Linked DNA regions of Ovis aries: region 1 is linked to region 2. The links are chromatin contacts, called in public Hi-C maps. All regions are on one chromosome and are shown on one strand. The core of a region is the stretch at or near the end of the contact, and the rest is flanking DNA. Distances in the headings are between cores, read along the strand shown.

The links. Hi-C and Micro-C count contacts between places; a contact is called where the count stands out from the background.
Region 1: a Hi-C map of tail adipose tissue shows a contact between it and region 2, with 2.3 times the contacts expected there. The contact joins the promoter of TMEM212 here to the promoter of FNDC3B in region 2. A contact is called at or near these places in 3 of 16 Hi-C or Micro-C datasets (liver and tail adipose tissue).

What each region holds. Positions count from the first base shown.
Region 1 is chr1:216,327,746-216,332,037 of ARS-UI_Ramb_v3.0, reverse strand. TMEM212 (transmembrane protein 212) reads left to right here and starts at 1,508. Exons shown (of 4, transcript XM_015092554.3): 1 at 1,508-1,688. The coding sequence starts at 1,530.
Region 2 is chr1:216,168,113-216,172,321 of ARS-UI_Ramb_v3.0, reverse strand. FNDC3B (fibronectin type III domain containing 3B) reads left to right here and starts at 2,230. Exons shown (of 26, transcript XM_015092550.4): 1 at 2,230-2,373.

The DNA.
Region 1 (4,292 bases), core at 259-2,758, 160 kb before region 2:
CCAAGCTATCAGAAAGGGTCAGACATAGTGTCCGTAAGATGACAGATAAGAGAAACAATGAAAACTGTGCCTTTGTCTCTTCTGAAAGAAATCCAAAGATGGAACATCCTGATGAAATAACAGGTATCTTCTCAAGCATCTTTGCTATTTGGAGGTCAGTGCTAGGGAGGAAGGCAAGGCAACCCACTCCAGTATTCTTGCCTGGAGAATCTCATGGTCAGAGGAGCCTGGCAGGCTACAGTCCGTGGGGTCACAAAGAGTCGGACACAACTGAGTGACTGAGCATGCACGCTTAGTGCTAAGCATTTTACCTGTATTGGCTCATTTAATCTTCACAACCATCACCTAGTAAGATAAACACTAATTTTGTTCCTATTTCCCACGTGAAAAAACAGTCCTCGAAAATCTAAGTGACTTGCCCTTGCCTAAGGTCGAATCCCTGGTAGACAGTGGAACTAGGACAGGAGCCTAGCTGTCTGACTCCAAAAGCCTTGTTCTAAACCATAATCTTTTCATCAACAAAATTATTTTCCTCATTTTATTTAAGGAAAACGAGAAAAGGTACTAACATTGCATAGGCTATTTAATCACAAGTCATCTGAAAGTGGTCTGTGTTTTCCAGATGTTATCTTGAAGGAGATGGTCAAACCTGTCCTTTGAGTCAAAAGCAAATACAAACTACTTTCTTACAACACATGAAAATTAAGAGATGAACTTTTGCGATTGCTTAAATGTTGATGAGCCCATCATCTAAATTTTGAATTACGATTCATGAATGGAGATCAGTAATTCAACCAACTAAGGAATTACTCCTCAAAGTTTATTTTATAACTGCATACATTTCCATCTTTGCCCTTTACTTGATAATTGAATTAACAATAAATTAACTGAGGTGAAGCTGGTTTAGTGAAAACAATGTGAAAGTCCCTAATGAAGCTTGTGCCTGTTGGGGGATAAATTCATATCAAAAATTCAAAAATAATATAGTAGAACTGAACTTTGAAGGGGTGGAGAGGTCTTGCTTTTGCTTTAAATCATTTAAATTAAATGCAATGAAAAGTGATCAGAGTGCTTATTTTTACTTTGTTTTGTGGGAAATTGTGCTGGGAAAGTGGATCTATTGTGCACAAAGGATGTTGGCTTTCTGCTGCAACCACCAGGCAGGTTGAGTTGAGAAACAATTAGCTCAGTCAGCAAGCCTTTGAATCTGAATAAGCCAGGAAGTGGTCACTCCCCACGACAGGGCAGAATGAAGGGAATGAAGGCGGTGGCCCCAAACAAGGAATGATCTCTCTGTCTGTGTCTGAAGTATTAGAATTTATCGTGTCAAATTTATGTCGAGGATTATTTCACTCCATTTTGTTATTATTTCACTAAAAACAAACGTAATCTTGTTTCCAAGTGGATCAACGGTCCACATGAGTCATGGCTACTGTCTCTTAGAAACTTCTGTTTTTCAAGGCCTGACATAGTCTCATGTTTTGGTAACGAGACGGCTTTGAGACCCAGGACCCAAGTCACAGAGGAAAATGCAGCATTTATACCAGTCTGCTGGCTGGGTTCTCATTACTCTGGGGGCTCTCAGTGTATTCTCTGGAGTTATTGCTTTCTTCCCAGTCTTTTCCTGCAAGTTTTGGTTCACAGGATGGAGTGTCTGGATTGCTTGTCCCATCTGGAATGGAGTTTTGGTAGGAAAATATTTAATATGAATGTTTTTATTACACATGTGGAGAGAATAAAGGAAAGAGGGAGGGGAAAGAGGGATGAGAATGATATATCTTTTAAAGTTTTTCAACAACATGAAGACATAAAAATTCTACAGAAAATCAGATTGTACCTTAGAACATTGATTTCTATTAGTTATCTTTTAAAATACAAGTTTTTCTTAATGTCATTTAATTATGTATACAGTATATCAGGTGGCAAACCTGCCTGCCAATGCAGGAGACATAAGAGACATTGGTTCAATCTCTGGGTTGGGAAGATCCCCTGAAGGAGGGCATGGCAGCCCACTGCGGTATTCTTGCCTGGAGAATCCCATGGACAGAAGAGCCTGGTGGGCTTCAGTCTGTGTGGTTGCAAAGAGTCGGACATGGCTGAAGTGACTTAGCATGCACACACACACAACAAGTTAGATATACTATAACGAAATGCTGTTCTCTCGAAAGTTACTTTATTTTACTGCTCTCACCTTGACATTCTGGGAAATTGGAATCTATCTGTCAAACTTCGAGTTTGGAAAGAAAATACAAACCATGAAAAATAATTTTTAAATGAACAAAGTAAAATAATTTTCAGGCAAATACTTTTATTAGAAACACTAAGGTGTGTTTATGTGACCAAGAAGTTTGCAAGCCCCAGATCTTAGGGGCTTAGCCCCATCATTTTCTTTTTTTTTTTTTTTTGTTTTTTATTTTTTAAATTTTAAAATCTTTAATTCTTACATGCGTTCCCAAACATGAACCCCCTTCCCACCTCCCTCCCCACAACATCTCTCTGGGTCATCCCCATGCCCCAGCCCCAAGCATGCTGCACCCTGTGTCAGACATAGACTGGCGATTCAATTCTTACATGATAGTATACATGTTTGCACTGAAAATAACTGAAGAAGTTGGGTGATCGGCTTCACTAGCTTCATATGTTGCCAAACCTGCATGTGCCAAATACATGTGGATACTAAGCAACTGCTCAGTGTCTGCCTGTTAAATGGTCTCACAGTTGAACAACGATATGGTGCCTCAGCTTCCTGGGTCAAAGAAACAAACACACTTAGCCTTGGAGTAGGTGGCCACCATGGCGGCATGATCGAAGAGGAGTTACAGAGGCCTGAGCGCTCAACAAATCCTTCTCTCATTGTTTCCCGGGATGCCTGATACTCATTACTGGAAACTAGATAATTCAATTTTGAAACTTGTTGATCTTATGGAGTTTTCTCTTACAATATAGCCACTGTTGAGAGGGGCAATATCTTGTCCTTTTTCTAAGATTTTTTTTCACACAGACCATTTGAAAAGTCTTTATTGAATTCGTTACAATATTCCTTCTGTTTTATGTTTGTTTTTGTGTGGGTTTTTTGTTTTTGTTTTTTGTTTGTTTTTTGGTCTTTTTGGCTGTGAGGCACGTGGGATCTTAGTTTCCCGACCAGGAATTGAACCCTCACCCCTCTGCATTGGAAGGGGAAGCCTTAAGGGAATTCCCTTAATTCTTTTTTTTTTTTTTTAAATCAAACTTTAATGGAGACACCGTTTAAAAGCAAATCCCTAGGAAATATCATTTTAATTTATTTATTAAATAAATATACATTGATAGCCTACTGCAAGCTTGAGTTACAATGGAAAAGTAAAATAAAGTCTTGCTATTAAAGGCACGCAGTCTGGGGGGGGAGTTTAACGATGGTGTGCAGGTGGAGGAACACCGGATGGGAGGAGCAAGGAACTGAACGTGGAAACCACTTGATGGCATTTTTCTTTTCTTTATTTAACACATTTTTTTACAAGCACCACCCAAGTGTTGAACTTTTCCTCTTTCCCCCAACCCCTACAACAAACCACATAGTCATTCAAGAAAATGTTTATTTAACATCTACTAGAATGCAGAGATGACAGTTACACTTATACAAATGACTACCAACTTCTTTGTTGGTGATCCAGAGTAAGAAAAGTATTTTACATCAAGACCTGAAATGTACATAAATAAATCTTTCAAGGGAAAAAGATAGATATTGAAACATACATATAACTCGATTTATAGAACAAAAGATTCACAAAAAAATAGCTTCTATGTGAAGCAAATTCTCGTATTTTCTATTCAATTTTAAAAAGAAAATTCTGACTTTACAATTGACCCAAAGTTTAACAAAACCATGGTTATAGCTCAACCCTGTGTCCCTTTCTTATAAATCTTTGCTTATCCCTGCTGGGTCTATCATAATATAGTCAACAGATATTGGTGATTTGATTTAGTTCACAAATTATTGAATATAAGCTTTCTACACCAAACACCTGTCTCACTAATCGTGCTTCATTTAGCTGATCAGGCCCAGAGAGATGATCTGGTAGCACAGAACTAGTCAGTGGCTTTCTGACCTTGCGAGTGGCAGTATAGGGAGGTAGAGTCAGAGAGTTAGGATTTGGGAAGGTGGGCCTTGTTCAAGGCCTGACTTTGACATTCTTGATATGTAGTCAAGAGCAGGGCCCTCATTCAGCTGGCTCTTCATTGCCTTTACCTATAGAACATGGACTTTCACAGGTAGAGAGCCCATGTGAAACTGTCTAACCTAAGAGGCTCAGAGA
Region 2 (4,209 bases), core at 981-3,480:
GGCTAAGCCTGTCTTTCTACAGTCAGATTCAAACTTCCACCCTCTGAAGTTTGGCCATTTATCTAGTCATTCAGATTCTTCCATATCCTTTAAAATTAATTTATTCAACAAACATTTATAAGAGGGGTATTGTATTCAAAGCTCCATGCTAGGTTAATGGTGGGGATACAAAAATGAACAAGACCAGTCAAGTGGAAGAGATATACAATAATTTCGGAGCAATGTGAGAAGAACTGAACAGGATTATGAGATTGTGGGGAAAACAGCTGTGAGACTACAGGAAGGGAGGGAGGGAGTGATCAAAGATGAGGAAATGCTCTTCAGATAGGGGAAAGGAAGAAGTATGCTCCAGACAGAGTGAAAGCCTGTGTAGAGGGACAGAGGTGCTTGGACGTCAGGCGAGTTCGTCTGGGCTGGAGGCCATGGCTCAGGGGCAAGCCAGAGAAGCTGAGGCAGGAGCTGGGGAATCTCTGCTTTTTCTTTTTTCCCTTCCAATACAGGACTACGACTTAGGATTGGAAACTTGTTCTAGAAAGATGGCTTCAAGAGACCCTTTGGGAGCATTTGGGAAAAGAAGTCAGTCAGGGCCGAGGGCCCCAATGCATGGATTCATCATTACTCCTCTCATCTGCAAAAAAGAACTGCAAATTTCATGAGAAAAGGAGCTATTTCTTAGTATTCTTTTACATTCTTCAGGCTTTAATACAGTACTATATACAATAACTTTATCTAAAAATTGGTTTTTATGTATTTTTTAGATCAATGAAAGTAGTATGTTGCATCTGGTTGCTACCTAGTCCTGCTTTGTAGCCTAATCAGTTCAGATCAGTCGCTCAGTTGAGTTCGACCCTTTTCCACCCCATGAACCGCAGCACGCCAGGCCTCCTTGTCCATCAGCTCTCAGAGTCCACCCAAACCCATGTCCATTGAGTCGGTGATGCCATCCAACCATCTCATCCTCTGTCGTCTCCTCCTCCTGCCCTCAATCTTTCCCAGCATCAGGGTCTTTTCAATAAGTCAGTCTATATAACAATGTAGCCTCATAACTGAGGCTAAAGGTAATTATTTAGAATACCTGGGAAGCTAAAAGGGCTAGTGGCCTCTTTGGGATAACTTCTACTTACTTGTCTGCCTGGATAATTTGAGGGGTGACACAGGATGCAGTCAGTTTACCATTTTGAGTCTATACAACAGGATACATTACATTTGGCTTAATTAGTATAAACATAGCAGTTACTTAATGAGTCCTACTGTGCCTTTTGCATTATACTGTGTTTAATACAGAAATACAGACAGGAGTAAGGAACAGTCTCTGCTCTTAGGAGCACATATTGGGCACCGAAAGGGGGAAACAGACATTGTAACTTTGGTATTAATATAATCTCTTAAAGCTACGTGAATGGTATGAACAAAGTGCTGAGGGAAATAGAGAAAGGAGGTGACAGAACAGCTCATAAGGTTGTGGGGATTTTAAAAAAGTTCAGTTCAGTCGCTCAGTCGTGTCCGACTCTTTGCGACCCCATGAATCGCAGCACGCCAGGCCTCCCCGGAGTTCACTCAAACTCACGTCCATCGAGTCGGTGATGCCATCCAGCCATCTCATCCTCTGTCGTCCCCTTCTCCTCCTGCCCCTAGTCCCTCCCAGCCTCAGAGTCTTTTCCAATGAGTCAACTCTTCGTATGAGGTGGCCAAAGTATTGGAATTTCAGCTTTAGCATCATTCCTTCCAAAGAACACCCAGGACTGATCTTTAGAATGGACTGGCTGGATCTCCTTGCAGTCCAAAGGACTCTCAAGAGTCTTCTCCAACACCACAGTTCAAAAGCATCAATTCTTCGGCGCTCAAATTTCTTCACAGTCCATATATGTGCAAATAAAAAAATGTCATACTCTTAACTCTGATAATTACATAGCAACCCCTGCATTTATACCGGTGTTGGCGATCTTGGCAGACCATGAACTCCTCGCCTTTCAGGAGTTGCTAGTTCCCTTAAGCCTCAGACTACTTTAAAGTCTGGCTGAACTGAGGAGTTTCTGGATAGTTATGCAGGACTAGGCGGGAACAGAGGATCCCACAGTTCCTGCGAATCCGAGCCTGTGGAGGCGGTTATACTCCGCAGATTACGGCAGTGGGCGGGCCCCAAATCCCCATGTGGTCCCGACATCATTGACATGGCGGAATCCCCCATCTAACCCTCCTGGTAGTTATTTGAGCGGCGGCGGCGGCCGGAGGAGGAGGAGATCGGCGGTGGAGACGGCGGCGGCGGCGGGAGCAGCGAAGGGGCGGCAGGGATTCTCGGGGCTGTCGGCTGGGGAGGCGTGGGAGACCCGGTGTGTGGCGCGCCCGGAGCCCCGCGTTTCAGCCCCAGGGAAGGTAAGGGATGCAGGAGCGGGAGTCTGGAGGGGACCGGGATCCCAAGTCTCTGCCGCCACTCTCGGCGCGCTGGAAAGCCCCGTCCGGACGCAGAGTCCGCCAAAGTGCGTGCCTGTCCCGCAGCGCTTCGGGAGCGCCGGGCTTCCCGAGGAAAACTTGCCGCCAGAGTGCTGGGGCGCCCTGCGCTGATCTGGGCACCCCGGGAACAGGGGGCCCGGTGTGGGGGGTGCCGGCCTCCGCTTTGCGGCCGCGTCTTACTGGGCTCCGGGCCCCCGCTCATCCACACAGCTGGCCAAGGTTTGGAGGAGGGAAAAAAACGGGTAGATTCTTTCTTGATGGAAAAAAAAAAAAAAAAAAAATCTGGGCAGTGGTTCCCGGGCTCTCCCTCCCCCCTCGTCCTCCCCAGCCTTCCCAGCAGATTTTGTCCGAGGAATCCGCTCCCCCTCCCGGAATCTCCGCGGCAGGAACGCTGCCCAGGAGGGGGAGGGCGGGCGGAGAGGCCGAGGAATCTTCGACGTGTCACTTTCTGAGGCCGTAGATTTCCATATGGTGGAGGGAGGAGGGCGGGTGTGCGAAGTGGGGCTGAAGTCGGGCCGCCTCTCCGCGCCAGGCGGGGGCGGGCCGGGACCTCCGACCCGGGGATGCTCGCGGGGAGGGTCCCAAGCCCGAGCCGGCCCCCCCCGCCCAGGCCAGGCCTCTCAGGGACACTCCCCGCCTCGGCGCTGGCCACCTCAGTGCGCGCCACGTCCTCCCTCCCCGTCCTGCCCCCCGGGCTCCCCCCGGGCTGGGGGCGGTAACCGGCGGCAGCGGCTGGACTCCGCGAGCCTGGCGGCTGGAAGCTCGGGCGGGGGAGTGGGGCTCGGCGGGAAGGAGCGGGCGACCCGGTGTGTGGGCCAGCGTAGCTCCGGTCAGTCGGTCACCCCGAGGGGCTCCCGGGCCGGGGTGGGGCGGGCCGGCGGAATCCGCGCCCCGAGGCGGCCGGGAGGGGCCGCGCGGACCGTCTGGTGCCCGCGGCTGGGCGGGGGCCGGCCGGCGTGGGAAGGGCTTGTCACTCCGGGTGGAAAGTGGGGCCTCGGGCTGTGCCCGCGAACTTTCCCAAAGGTCCGGTCCCCGCGCCCCATAGGAGCCCGAGCACCCGGGCCTGATGTCCCCGGAGACGGGGCAGGGCCGCCCGGCGGCGCCGTTGGCGGGGAGGCTTCCAGGAGTGCGCGGTTGGAGCTGGAGCTTTTCGAATCTCAACTCCCACCCTTCTATCTTTGACTAAGGGAAGCGATGGCATTTTATCTGGACAGTACCGTTTGCGGACTGCCTTAAAAGTTAAAACTTTTAATTTTTTTCTCATCAGTCCAGCACGTTCTTGAAACAAGATTTGGAATTTGGCCGCAGTGGGCCGACGCCGGGGCCGCAGATTCATACGTTGATCTCTCCATCCTTGTTGGTTTCTTGTCTCCCTCCCCCTCTTCCACCCAGGCTTAATCATATTTTGGAACGGGCGAGGTCTTTTGTTGGGTGGGCACCCCCCTTGATTGCTTGTCTGTTTATTTTTTGATGTGCAGTTAATTTGATTTGAATTTCCTCCAGTTTCCAGGCTCTCGTAGGGAAAGCTAAGGAAGAGGGAATATGCCACTTTTTTTTTTCTTTTCTTCTTTTTTTTTTTAATGTGGAGAGAGGTGGGGCATTGGGAAAGGGGAGGCACGGTGGTTGTGGGCAAAGAGTCAGAGGGAGCAGACAGACCCGGAAGAAAAGGAATCTGCTCTGGAATAACACTTTTTTTTTTTTTTTTTTTTTGAGGCTTCTGGCCTCTGGCAAAAATGCTCTGTTCTGATTTCTACTGCC